Linked DNA regions of Capra hircus: region 2 is linked to region 1. A link is a contact called in public Hi-C data. All regions are on one chromosome and are shown on one strand. Each heading gives the region's core, a stretch centred on a gene start, on an enhancer-like site or on the middle of the called end of the contact. The rest is flanking DNA. Distances are from core to core; before and after follow the strand shown. Region 1 has its middle 19 kb from the start of FGF21. Region 2 holds the start of HSD17B14 (17-beta-hydroxysteroid dehydrogenase 14).

Region 1 (6,606 bases), core at 1,260-3,759:
TCTACATTACTCTTGTCAGTGAAAGAAAAGGGAAAGCTGTTAGGTTAATTTTTAAACCTTTCATGCAGACATATAACATAAACACATAGCACACGAATAAAACTGAAATGTTTGGTTGCTGGACCAAATTACTATTAGTTGGGTGCCTTAAAATGAAAAGAAATTATTCTCTCACAGTTCTGGAAGCCAGAGGTCCAACATGAGAGTCACCAGGTCAGAATCAAGGTGTAGGGACTTCCCTGGCTGTCTAGTGATTAAGACTCCATGTTTCCACTGCAGAGGGCATGGGTTTGATCCCTGGTCAGGGAAGTAAAAGCCTACTTGCTGTGGCCAAATATAAATAAGTAAATAAAACTGAAAAAAAAAAAAAAAAGGAAATCAAAGTGTGGGCAGGGCTTTGATCCCTCCAGAGGCTCTTAAGGGAGAATCTGTTCTTCTTTATCTCCTCCAGTTTTCAATAATTATGAGCAATCCTTGGCTTGGGGCCACATGACTCCAATGCTCAAAGCCAGCATCTTCAAATCTCTCTCTGCTCCATCTTTACATCACGTTCTCTTCCGTGTGTGTCAAATATGCCTCTGCTTCTCTTGTAAAAGGATACACCTGATTGCATTTAGGACTTGCCTGTTGCCCAGGGCTTCCCAGGTGGTTCAGTGGTTAAGAATCGCCTTGCAATGCAATGCAAACATTGGTTCTATCCCTGGTGTGGGAAGATCCCACCTGCCATGGAGCAGCTAACCCGTGTGCCACAACTACGGAGCCCACTTTTTAGAGCTTGCAAGCCGGAACTACTGAGCCTATGCACTGCCGCTACCGAGGCCCTTGCACCCAGAGCTTATGCTCTGCAACACCTGCTTGCCGCAACTAGAGAAAGCGACGTGCAACAACGAAGATCCATCCCAGCCAAAATATAAAATAAATACATCTTTAAAAAAACAAAAAGAATCTTCCCAGATAATCACCTATCTTAAGGCCTAATTTAATCAGATTTGCAATAATCTTTTTTTTGTTCTTGTTATATAAGGTAAATTGGCTGGTTCCAGGGCTTAGACTTGAATCCCACTTAGGACATGTTTCAGCCTACCATGTACTGTTTAAGAAATAAGTATGAAACAAACTCTTTAGCCACCACCACCCAGGTTAAGCAATAGAACATTTTCTCCCCCAATTTCTGGCTGTGGAGTCTTCATGAGAAAATGTCAGACAAACTGAAGCTGAAGGTCATTCCACAACATACTCCACCAATATCCTCCCAAACTGTCAAGGTCATGGAAAGACAAGAGAAAACAGAAAGCTCACAAATTGAAGAAAACTAAGGACATAGGATGACTATATGCAATGTGGCATTCTGGATGGATCTCAGAACAGAAAAAGGACAATTGTGGGAAAATTGATGACATTCAAATAAAGCCTGCATTTCGTTAATTCTTAGTTTTGACAAATACACCATAGTTATTAAGATGTTTACATTAAGAGAAGCTGGGTTGAAGGGTATAGGAACTCTGTATTAGCTCTGCAAATTCTCTTTGTAAATACGAAGTTATTCCAAATCAAAAAGTTGACCTGTGAAAAAAAAAAAAGAAAGAAAAAAATCAGCACCCCAGCAAGGAAAGACAAAATAAAAAAACAAAATACACCCTCCCAAAAAGACTTCCTAAACTAAACTAAATTGGAAATAAAAGCTGAAAACACTAAGTTCATTGGTTGATGGACACTTGAATTGTTTCCATATCTTCAGTTCAGTTCAGTCGCTCAGTTGTGTCTGACTCTTTGCGACCCCATGGACTGCAGCATGCCAGGCTTCTCTGTCCATCACCAACTCCCTGAGCTTGCTCAAATTCATGTTTTTTGAGTTGGTGATGCCATTCCAAGTATCTCATCCTCTGTCTTCCATATCTTGGCTATTGTAAAAAAAAAAAAAAAATGCTGCTATGTACATCAGGGTGAATGTATCTTTTCCACTTAGTGAGGCTTTGTGTGTGTGTGTGTGTGGTGGTGGGGGGGTATACCCAGGAGTGGAACCTCGAGTAGTTCTATTTGTAATTTTTGACAAACCTCAATACTTTTTTCCACCGTGACTTCAACCTCCCATATTACTTTAAATCCTCTCTAGATCACTTATAATACCTAATTCAATGCAAATGCAGTGTAAACAGTTATGATTATCACGTAAATACTGTGTTAATAGCTGCCAGCACGCAGCAAGTTGAAGTTTTCAATGAGCCAACTAACACAACGCAGCATGAAAAAAAAAATCTCATAAAAGAATGTTGAGCTGAGGAAGTCCTATTTTATTTCCCTTTCTCCCCCCATATGTGGCTGGTAGGGGTGTGAATTAACACTTCGGCAAATCCTGATGGTCTGATCTCCGACAGGCACCCTGATCCAATCACTTCTGGCTCCTCCCGCAGTTACCACCCTGGTCCTGCAGTCACCGCAGTCGCCATAGTCCCCCGCCTGGACTCTTCACCGTCTTCCTCAAGGGACGCTCCCCGCTACCGCCCTCACCGCCCTCTGGCGATTCCTGCACACGGCCGCCAGAGGGCGCCTGTTCCCATTTACTGACGGACAAGGCCTGGCTCTGGCCTCAACCTCGCTGTTGTTCAGTCGCTCAGTCGTGTCCGACTCTGTGCGACCCTATAGACTGCGGCACACCAGGCTCCCCCGTCCCTGGGATTCTCCAGGCAAGAACACTGGAGTGGGTTGCCATTTCCTTCTCCAATGCACGAAAGTGGAAAGTGAAAATGAAGACGCTCAGTCGTATCCGATTCTTAGCGACCCCATGGACTGCAGCCTACCAGGCTCCTCCGTCCGTGGGATTTTCCAGGCAAGAGTACTGGAGTGGGTCGCCATTGCCTTCTCCCCAAAATGCTTACTAATATATAAACATATATGACAACTATTGGAATATTCATTGGAAGGACTGATGCTGAAGCTGAAACTCCAATACTTTGGGCACCTGATGTGAAAAGCTGACTCATTTGAAAAGACCCTGATGCTGGGAAAGATTGAAGGCGGAAGGAGAAGGGGACGACAGAGGATGAGATGGTTGGATGGAATGACCGACTCCATGGACATGAGTTTGAGTAAGCTTCCCGGGAGTTGGCGATGGACAGGGAGGCCTGGCATTGTGCAGTCCGTGGGGTCTCAGAGTCAGACAGGACTGAGCGACTGAACTGAACAGCTATTGAGCCTGTGCTCCAGAGTCCAGTAGCTGCAGCTACTGAAGCCAGTGTGGCCCTAGAACTTGTGCTCCGAAACAAGAGAAGCCGCAGCAATGAGAAGCTGGCGCTGGGGAACTAGAGAGTAGCCCCTACTTGCTGCAGCTTGAGAAAACCCCACGTGCAGCAGCAAAGACTCAGCACAGACAAAATAAATAAATGAATAAAAAAAATTTTTTTTCAAGAACTGCTTGTTGCTAATTAAGGATTCATCATTACATAACACATTCAATACCACCGTCCAGGACAGAACGCTGGGTGTAGGAACCAGAGGACCCCTATTCCAGCATCCTTGTTGCCTCGCTAACTAGCAGCACTTCCCCGTTTTTATGTAACATGACGTGCCCGTGCCTGCTCAGTCATGTTTGACTCTTTGTGACTCCGTGGACTGCAGCCCGCCAGGCTCCTCTGTCCTTGGGGATTCTCCGGGCAGGAATGCTGGAGTGGATTGCCATTTCCTTCTCCAGGTGTGCCCATCTTTATTTTGGACTGTCTTTCTGTCAAGTTGTGGGAGCCCTGCTGGGGACAGGGGGCTTATAGGAGTCTTGGTAGATTCTGAATCTAGACCTTACCAGTTATATGATTTGCAAATACTTTCCCCATTCTGTGGGTTTTTTCATTCTCTTGATAGCGTCCTTTGATGCACAAAATCTCTAATTTTGATGAAGTCAGTTTTCCTGTTTTCTTCTTCTGTTGCCTGTGCTTTTGGTGTCCTGAGAACTCATCATCAAGTCAAGTCATAATGATTTAGCCCAGTATTTCCTTCTAAGAGTTTTCTAGTTTTAGTCCTTACATTTAGGACTTTGATGGTTTAAAGTTTGTATATGGTATGATGTAAAGGGTACAACTTCAGACTTTTGCAAGGGGGTAGCTGCCTGTTCCAGCACCGTTTATTGAAGAGACAGCTCTTTCTGCCATTGAATGGACTTGGCTCTCTCATCAAAAATCAACTGGCCATTGATGGATAGGCTTATTTCTGGACTCTGCATCTACTCTTGTTTTATGGCAGCACCATATTGTTCTGATTACTGTGGCTTTGTAAGTCAGCTTTGAAATCGAGACGTGTGAATCCTCCAACCGTGTTCATTTCCAAGACTGTTTTGGTATGTGGGGTCCCTTGTGATTCCCTATGAGGTTTAGAGTCATGTCTTCCATTCTGCAAGTAAGGACTGGGCTTTTGTTTCATCTTATTTGGTATTTTGATAGAGATTACATTGGGTCCTTAGATTGCGTTATTGCTTTGGGGACTTTCTTTTTTTCTCATGCCATCCAGCACGTGGGATGTTAATTCCTTGACCAGGGATGGAACCTTCATCCCTGCATTGGAAGCAAGGAGTCTTAATCACTGGGCTACCAGGGAAGGCTCAGTGTTGCCATCTTAATAATACTGCCTTCCAATCCATGAATTCAGGACATATCCCCATTATGTGGCGCAAAGGTAAAGAAACTGCCTGCCAATGCAGCAGATGCAAGGGATGCTGGTTCAATCCCTGGGTTGGGAAGATACCCTGGAGTAGGAAATAACAATGCACTCCAGTATACTTGCTTGGAAAATTCCATTGACAGAGGAGTCTGGGAGGCTATAGTGCATTCACAATAGGTTTTTAGTGTGGTTCTTTAGCTGTTGTTGTTTGGGAAATCTTAACCAGAGACTTCCCACCAGGGGCATCCCCTTTAGCATTTTCTATGTATAAGATCATGTTATCTGCAAATAAAGATAACCTAACAACTTTGCAGCTTAACTGCCTTTCATTTTTTTCTAGCTTAACTGCTCTGAATAGAACTTCGGCTACATTTTTGAGTGAAAGATGCAAAGGCAGCGTCATTTCTTGTCCTGATCTTAGAAGGAAGACTTTCAGTCTTTCACCATTTAGTAAGACGTTTGCTGACAGTCCGTCTTATATACCCAAGCCAGTGTTTCTTTTTTGTTGTTGCTGTTAATTTTATTAGAGTTGATTTATAATGTTGTGTGAATTTCTGCTGTACAGAACAGTGATTTGGTTACACACATATATACATTCTTTTCATATTCTTTTGCATTGTGGTTTATTACAGGATCGTGAGTATAGTTCTCTGTGCCATACAGTAAGGCCTTGTCTATCCATCATATGTATAATAGCTCACCCCAAACTCTTAATCCTTCCGTTCCCATCCCAAACCACTGTTTCCTACACATCTCCGAAAAAGAGCCTTCCCAAACAGTGTCCCTCCAGATGTTTGTAAATTTTTATAATGCAATAAAATTGTTTTTAACCAATCACATTGGAAACTGCTGAAATTTTGTTTGGACTTTCTCTGCTCTTCCTTCCACCTCTGAGACTTTATCCCACCATTGCCGCCAGATGGCGCCAGAGGCACTTCCTGCGGCGCCTAAGGCCGGATCTCTCAGTGATGGTTACTTTAGCTGAGATTTACTTTCAAAACAGTTTTTCTTTTCCTCAGTTTAATCTTATTCTTCATTATTTTGTCTTGTTTATTTATTTATATCACGATTTTTCCATATTAATGGATATTCCTACATAGAACATAAGTGATGTTTATAAGTTTCTCTGATCTTTTCATCCCTTAGAACTAGAGTTTAGCATTCACAGTTAGACTAAATCTGATTTTTTGAATTCATTGTTTGTTTTTAAGAAGCCAATGAAAATATTTGTATACAAAAGCATGATTGTTGAACATGATTAGTGAAACGGGTATTTACAGCTGCAGACGTTCAAACTTACAAAGTGTTTTATTTTTTCTTTTTGGCCACACCATACATGTAGGATCTTATCCCCCCAGCCGGGATGGAATCTGCGCCCGCTGCAGTGGAAGCATGGACTCTTAACCACTGGACCACCAGGGAAGTTCAAAATGGTTTTATTATATATTAATCCAAGGAGTTTTGGTGAACTTTTCAGAATTCTGAATAAACTAAATGAAAATTCCCATTTTGCTCTCTCCACTTAGTGTATATTTTTTATTTTGTAATGAAGAACATCCTTAAGCATGAAGACGACATAATATTTTGAAAACACACACACAATTTTTTAAGCCATTAAGATCTACAGTCCCCGAAACATTGTTTATGTTGTTGGTCAGTCACCAAGTCGTGTCCGATTCTGCAACCCCATGGACTGTGGCAGCCAGGTTTCCCTGAACCTTACCGTCTCCCGGGATTTGCCCAAGTTCTTGTCCTTTGCATCAGTGATGCCATCCAACCATCTTATCCTCTGTGACCCTCTTCTTCTTCTGCCCTCAATCTTTCCCAGCATCAGGGTCTTTTCCAAGGAGGAGGAGCCTGGCGGGCTACAGTCCATTGGATTTCAAAAGAGCTAGACACAACTTAGTGGCTAAACAACAATGACATGGCCTTAATAGGTAGGTACTATGATCTTCATTTTTG
Region 2 (7,380 bases), core at 3,748-6,247, 42 kb after region 1:
CAGAAGGCTAGTGGTATGCAAACTCCTCCAGATATAAACTACTATGTATAAAATAGATAAGCAACAAGGATATACTCTATAGTACAGGGAATTATAGCCATTATCTTGAAATAACTCACGATGGAGCACAGTCTGTAAAAACATTGAATCACTATGCTGCAAACCTAATACTGTAAATCAACTATACATCAATTAAAAAATTTAAAAGAAGCAACAAAAGAGAAAAAAAAAAAACCTTGAAAGCAGTCACAGGGCCAGAAAACCTGGATTCAAACCTCAACCCTGCCATTTCTTAGCTGTGTGACCTTAGGCAAGTCACTTTGCTTCTGTGTGCCCGTTTGCTCATGTGCGAAATGAGGATAACACCTTGTTCTCGAGCTCAGAAATTTCACAAGTCAATATTTCTGCCTGACACCGAGTACAATAAATGTGTTTGTTAAGTAAACAGAACTGGGTAGATAGTAGAGGGACAGAAAAATCAACATTCAGAAGAAAAGAGGCAGGAAATATAGGTACAAGAACAGGAAAATTAAAAAAAAAAAAAAAACAGGAAAAAATGGACCCCAAACCTTCCAAAGGCTTTAGGAGTCAAAGTGGATGAAGAGGGTCTTCCTTGGAGGTCCAGTGACTAAAGATCCCACACTCCCAATGCTAGGGCTCGATCCCTGGTCAGGGAACTGGATCCCACGTGTGGCAGCTAAGACCTAGCACAGCCAAATAAATAAATATATTATAAAAGTGGATGAAAGGAAAGAGAGATGGGAAACAAGATGATGGACAATTAAGGAAATAGGTATTCCTCCCGGAGACCCAGGGCTTCTGGCTTTGTTTCTTTCAGAAAACAGTTCAGCTTCAGAGAATCTATCCCAGATCCCATATCCAAAACCACCCCTACCATTCTCTAAGCCCTCAATCAGCTTTATCCATTATCACTATGGGACATGCTAATATACACAACCAATTCTCATTCTTCAAGGCAATTATAGTCCACAAAGTCACAGCGAACACTGAAGTAGTGAATAGTGACCCCACTGCTCCTAAGGGGAAATATGTATATATAACATTACATGATAACATATACATACTATGGACTGAATGCTTGTGTCCTCCCCCAGATTTCATACATTCAACTCCTAACTTCAGGGCTTCCCTGGTGGCTCAGTGGTGAAGAATCCACCTGCCAATGCAGGGGACATGGGTTTGATCCCTGATCCGGGAAGATCCCACACGTAGCAGCCCCACCCCTGAGCCTGCGCTCTAGAGCCTGGGAGCCACGACTACTGAAGCCCACTCGCTCTAGAGCCTGTGCTTCACAACAAGAGAAGGCACCACAACGAGAAGCTTGAGCGCTGCACCCAGAAAGTAGCCCCCAGCCTCTGAAACTAGAGAAAAATCCGTGCATCAACAAAGACCCAGCACAGCCTATATATAGATATATAAACTGTTATAAGAAAAGAACCCTAACTTTCAATAAGATGGTATTTGGAGGTGGGGGTCTGTGGGAGTTAAGTCATGAGGATGGAGCCCTCTTGAATGGGATTAGTGTCCTCATAAAAAAGACCCCAGTGAGGCCCTTCATTCCTTCCACCTTAAGCGGGGCCTCACAAGACACCAAATTTGCCTCTGTCTTGATCTTGGATTTCCCAGCCTCCAGAAATAAATGTTCATTGTTTAAGTCAATCTGTCCATGGTATTTCTATTATAGCGGCATGAGCAGACTAAGACAGGACATACATGTGTTATGTGTGTAATGAATAGCGTGCTCCTGCTCAGTCGCATCAGTCATGTCCAACTCTTTGGGATCCCATGGACTGTAGCCCACCAGCTCCTCTGCCCATGGGATTCTCCAGGCAAGAACACTGGAGTGGGTTGCCATGCCTTCCTCCAGGGGATCCTCAGGACCCAAGATTGATCCTGAGTCTCTCAGGTCTCCTGCACAGCATTACAGCTGAGCCACAGGGGAAGACCATATATGCACATATGTATATGTTTACAACTATATGTTTCTCTAACATAGATTATAATCTTAAATCCTCAAAATAATGCGCACTGGTGGACTCATTTATTTTGCAAATAAAGCAATGGAGATTCCGGAGTGTAGCTGACTTGCCTGAGGCTGCCCCACTCCAGGTACCAGAGTTAGGCTTCAAGCCTGTCCAACTAGCCCCAGGGAGGCCTACAAGACACTGCCCTCTTCTGTCTCCACCTCCGGGCATCTCTTTGTTTGAAAGCTGAACTCAGAGGGCAGAGCATCACTTCGTTTGACCTTAGCTGGGAACATGTGCTGCTGGTGACTCAAACTTTTGCCGCTCTGAACTTGTCCACAAATACCCAGAAAGCGCAGTGGGATTCTGAGGTTACAACCCACACCCCCACCAAGTAGGTGAGTTCACAAATACAAAATCTGTGAATAAATTAGTATTAACTATATCTGCCTTTTATTGTCTATTTCCTTACTTTACAATGTGAATCCCATGAGGACAGGAAGTGAAAGTCACTCAGTCGTGTCCGACTCTCTGTGACCCCATGGACTATAGAGTCCATGGAATTCTCCAGGCCAGAATACTGGAGTGGGTACCTTTTCCCTTCTCCAGGGGAATCTTCCCAACACAGGAATCAAACCCAGGTCTCTTGCATTGCAGGCAGATTCTTTACCAACTGAGCTATGAAGACAGGAAAGCTTGGTGGATTTTGCTCACTGCTAAATCTCCAGTCCCTAGGACAGAAGGTGGAGTGCAGTAGATCTCAATAAATATCTGCCGAATGGATCAAGCACACGGAGAGAAAGGAGGAGTATATCTTTAAATCCTTACAAGAGGACAGTGCAGCCCAGAAAGAGGAAGTCAATTGCTCAACGTTGCCCAGCCAAGAAGAAAGGCTTCTTTCTACCACAGTGTGTGATCCCAGTCCAATCAGTTCGCCTCTCTGAGTCTCAGTTTAGCAATATGACGCATTGTTATAAAGGGTAGTCATTAAGTGGATGGCAATTTCTCGTCAAAGCCTCCACACCAAGCCCTATAAACCATGTGTGGAGAATACATCTTCCCAGTATTGGAAAAAGAGAAGGGCCATCAGCCTTGCTTCCTAGGTAAGAAACAGGCTACAAGATGGAAGTTATTCATCCAAGACAGTTCCCATAATTATGAGGCTGTTCAGCACAACGACCCTGTAACGATGATGAGAATGGTCATTTTCATTTTAGAAATGTAGAAATGGATGCAGATAGGACTAAGGGCACAGGCTGGGGAGCACACAGCAGGGGTAGAGCCAGGCTTGGGGTGAGAAGTCAGGAGATGGGTTGACACCAGTGGGGAACGGCCCTCAGGCCTCACGACTCACGGTAGCCAGCATTGTTGACTATGCAATCCAGGTGGCCGAATCGGCGGATGGTCTCAGAAACGAGGGTCTGGGGAGAGAGAGGTCTTCTGAGTGAGTGGTGCTGGCATCAGGTCTTATAGAGCCAAGGGTCCCAAAGGCGAGGTGGGGACAGGAGTCACAGCTGAGGGGCCGGAGCCCAGTGGGCTGGTGACATTCACACTGCGGTCACTACCCTAGAGACCCGGGACTGGAGACAGATGTCAGAGACACTGACTAGACGGAAGGAATGGAAAGTGAGGAAAGAGAAAAGAATCCTGCAAGAATGAGACCCCCTGTGAGGAATGTATTTGTCCCAATCCCCGTGACAGCTGTGACAGAGCCTTGAAAGAGTGGGAGGTAAAAGCAAATCCTCCCAGGAGACACAAGACCTGGTCAGTACAGTTAGGGAAAGCCTTGAAGTGATACTGAGCTGAACGGGGAAAGGCAGAGGGAACAGCATGTGCAAAAGCCTTCGGGGCGGCCAGGGGAGGGGGTTGGTGGGGAGAGAGAACCAACTGGACATGGCGGGTAGTAGAGACAGAAAATACACTCACCCTCACATCTTCCTCCCGAGTCACGTCACAGAGCAGAAAGACAGTGCCAGGAAGCTCTCGCTCCACCGCCCTGCCCCTGGCCTCTGCAGGAAGAGAAGGGCTGGGGGTCTGGACTTCAGAGTCTGAGGGAGGAGGGGGCTGGGAGGCTGAATCCTGGGTCTGAGGGAGGAGGAAGCCAGGGGTTTGGACTCCTGGGTCTATCAGAGGAGGGGTCTGGGGGCCTGGACTCCTCCTGGAGGGTTGGGGATGAGGACTGAGGGACCCTCGCTCACCATCTTTGTCACAGATAACCACCTGGGCACCGCTTTCCACTGAGAATAAGAAAGAAGAGGTTACCCCCCAGCCGACCTTGGCGAAGGCCTCTGCTGACCTCTAGTGGCCACCTACAGCGGGTTGGGCCCGTCTCCCACTCTGCTCCCCTCCTGACCCCAAAGTCTCATGATGACTCCCTAGGACAGAGGGCAGAAGTTTTGACAGATACTCTTCTGGGTTATTCTAGGTGCCTGCTGGGGCTCCGGAGCCTGCCTTCCTGGGTTCCAGAGTAAACCTGAAATCTGCAAGAGACATCGTCCCCCAAACTGCCTGTTTTGCAGAGACAGCTGAGACCACAGAAACGGCGTTTGGAAATATGCCAAAATCTCAGGCCCTAGGCAACCACTGCCTACCTTTTCGTTCACTTTGTAAATCGGATCTTGTAAGATAAGAATCTAGACTCCAGTATAGGACCTACTTTTTCTCACACCCATTAGTTAGCCCTCGGAGGTCCCTCCTCTCCCAGATTCCCAATATTTAGAGCCAGCCAGACCCCACTCACCGAAAGCTCGAACGATCCCGGCTCCTATGCCGCGACCGCCGCCGGTCACGATGACCACCTTCCCAGCATAGCGCGTTCCCGTTGCCATTCTGCCGGACACCGCCTCTCCTCTTTCACTCACTCCGGGCTTCTATCCACCTCCAAAATCGGGTGAGGAAGTGGGGTCAAATCGTAAACAGGGGCCGGATCCTGGAAGCCCGGCCCTGAGGGTGGGGGTGGGGGGCGTTGCCAGGAAAGCCAGAAGCCTGGAAGCCTGGTCCCTCCCTCAGATCCAAGAGTCTGGATGCCCAGACCTTCTTCCCTCAAATTCAGGATTCCTGGCATCCGGCCGCCCTCTGCCCTCGGACCTAAATGTCCAGGTCCCTCGTCTTCCTTCAGACGCAAGAATCCAGGTCCCCATCCCCCTCTTCCCTCAGGCCCAGTACTCCGGACCCTGAGATTTCCTCCTTCCTCGGACCTACAAGTCCAAGGTCCCGGTCCCCTCCTCCTTTGCGACCCAGAAATCCACGACCCCAGCTCTACCCCCACTCAGAGACACCAGAGTCACAACCTCAAACAGACAAAAAGTTATTGACTAAAAAGTTCAAAGTTTTAATCTAAATTTGGACAAGTGTCGGGAAAAGCAAACTTTGGCCACAGAAACCATTTCTAGGTCACGGGAGAAGAGAGGCTGCAGATCTTCAGGTGGTCCGTCCAGGCCACGCCCTCACGCTCTGATTGGCTCCCACGTCTGGGCGGGTCAGAAGCTGGACTGCAGCAGGGTGACCCTCAGAGGCCACGCCCCCTCGTCGGGGGTCCGGGCTGGAGGGGCCGGCCCGGAATCCCAGGTCTCTTCCCAGGAGGCGGGGCCTGCGCCGCGCCCACTACCTCTGGGGGAGAAACCCGTGGAGCAGGAATTGGCTGTTGGAGGAGATCTTCGGGGTGAGGACGCCTGGGGCGTGGGATCTAACGGAGGTGGCGGCGCAGGGGGAAGAGGGTCCCCTCGAGAGTCCAAATTTCCACCTGGAGAGGACGGATGGGGAATGAGAATGGCAAACTCAGGAATCCAGAAGTCCAGACACCGCCCTCCGCCCCCAGGCCTTTCCTCTCAAATCTAGGAGTCCGGCCTCCCTGCCCCCTGCTCTCCCAAACTCAGCACTTCTGCACCTTAGCCTCCTCCTGCCTGGAATCTAGCACTCCCAAGCCCTGTCCAGGTCTTCCCTCATCAAGACAAAGGATTCCCAGGGGCCCTCAGACCCCTCCCCATCACGACCTGAGATTCCAGACCCCCGACCCCCCCATCCCTAAAACCTAGGTGTCCTAAGTCCCCAGCTCATTCTCACCTGTCATCATTCCACGCCACTGCGATGCCTCAGCGGCCAGGGCTTGAGAGAGGCTGAGGACTCGCTCCCGGTGCCCTTCGGATGTCAGCAAATAAGGGATGGTGTTCCTTGGACTAGAAAAAAAGAGTTTGGGCGAAACTTCAATTAGCCAGTACAGTAGAGGCCACAGTGCCGCGCGTGTCCTTCTGGGAGTTGTAGTCCCTAGCACGTGTCTCTAAAGGATTTTAAACGTGGAGCGACCCTCTTTTTTAGAAGCCTGCGTGCATTGTGGGATTTGTAGTTCAGTTGCCCGAAAACTTCTCCGATTTCCTGACAGCGGGGCGGAGTTTGATATAGAACAAGGAACTGCAGTTCTCCCCGCGAACTAGAGTTTTCTGATTCCCCAAGAACTCAAGCGACTCTAAAAGATTCTGCGATCTGTACTTTAGTACTCAAAAGACATTAACAGTAATACTACTCCCCTCCTCTTTTTTATTTCCCTTCGTTGTTGCCTCGATCTCCAATTCCTTACCTGCTCCAGGACCCCGAACTTCGGAGCCATTTCTGGGCTCCTGAGTGTCCCAGGACAGGCTGCAAAGGAATGGGGGCATTAGAATTCCTCACCCTGGAAGTTCCCATGTTCTCATTTTGAGGGTGAAGAGGCTCAGAGGATAAAATTGCCCCAAAGACACTGCTAATTCTTAACTTTACCTGAACTCCTGGGAAAGAGGTAAGAGTTTGGAAAATCACCACCACCACCCCTAACCACTTCCCCATTCTGGTAAACAGCTTCTTCATATGACTTAGATAAGCCTGAATGATGTGAAATTGATATTTTAAGACAGGACAGGAAAATTAAAGATCACAGTCCCTCTGTGCGCTTGCTTGGGGCTCCTCCATCCCTAATGGGCAGTGTGCACCAGGATTACACATTAGCCAGAGCTCCTCAGAGTTGGCGGTGCTTGCTCTGTTCTGGAGATCATTTCTTTTTTCCCTTTCTTCTGACACTACCAGTGTAACTTCTTAAAAGAACAGCTTCTTTCACAGTTCTGCAGGGGATCACAGTAACTTGCTGCTGCCTCTGCATGTGCTTCCCTAGACTATGTGTCCTTGGTGAAGCTTAGGTAGAATATCACTATGTTATTTTGCTTCTTTGTTTTAACTTGTCTGGCTGCATCAAGTCTTAGTTGTGGCACTTGGGATCTTAGTTGCATCACGTGGGATCTTTTGTCACAGTGCATGGGGCTTCCCTGACGGCTCAGTGGTAAGAATCTGCCTGCCAACGCAGGAGACTTACTTGCTCAACAGAGATGCGGGTTCCATCCCTGGGTCAGGAAGATTGCCTGGAAGGCTA

Evidence for each region. A called contact is a pair of places that touch in the nucleus more often than the background predicts.
Region 2: a contact with region 1 is called in a Hi-C map of blood, with 2.5 times the contacts expected there. The contact joins the promoter of HSD17B14 here to the enhancer-like site in region 1. A contact is called at or near these places in 3 of 5 Hi-C or Micro-C datasets (blood and liver).

Annotation. Positions count from the first base shown.
Region 1 is chr18:56,418,977-56,425,582 of ARS1.2, forward strand. No RefSeq gene overlaps it. Among named protein-coding and RNA genes, the nearest start is that of FGF21, 19 kb to the left of the region's middle. Within about 2 kb of position 2,510, at least 1 of the 5 cell types and tissues checked has an H3K27ac peak or open chromatin away from gene starts, as enhancers often do.
Region 2 is chr18:56,458,257-56,465,636 of ARS1.2, forward strand. It overlaps HSD17B14 (17-beta-hydroxysteroid dehydrogenase 14), which reads right to left and starts at 4,998. Exons shown (of 8, transcript XM_018062745.1): 1 at 4,726-4,998; 2 at 3,912-3,994; 3 at 3,340-3,406. The coding sequence starts at 4,813. It overlaps PLEKHA4 (pleckstrin homology domain-containing family A member 4), which reads right to left. Exons shown (of 21, transcript XM_018062740.1): 19 at 6,559-6,617; 20 at 6,048-6,160; 21 at 5,293-5,727. The coding sequence ends at 5,465.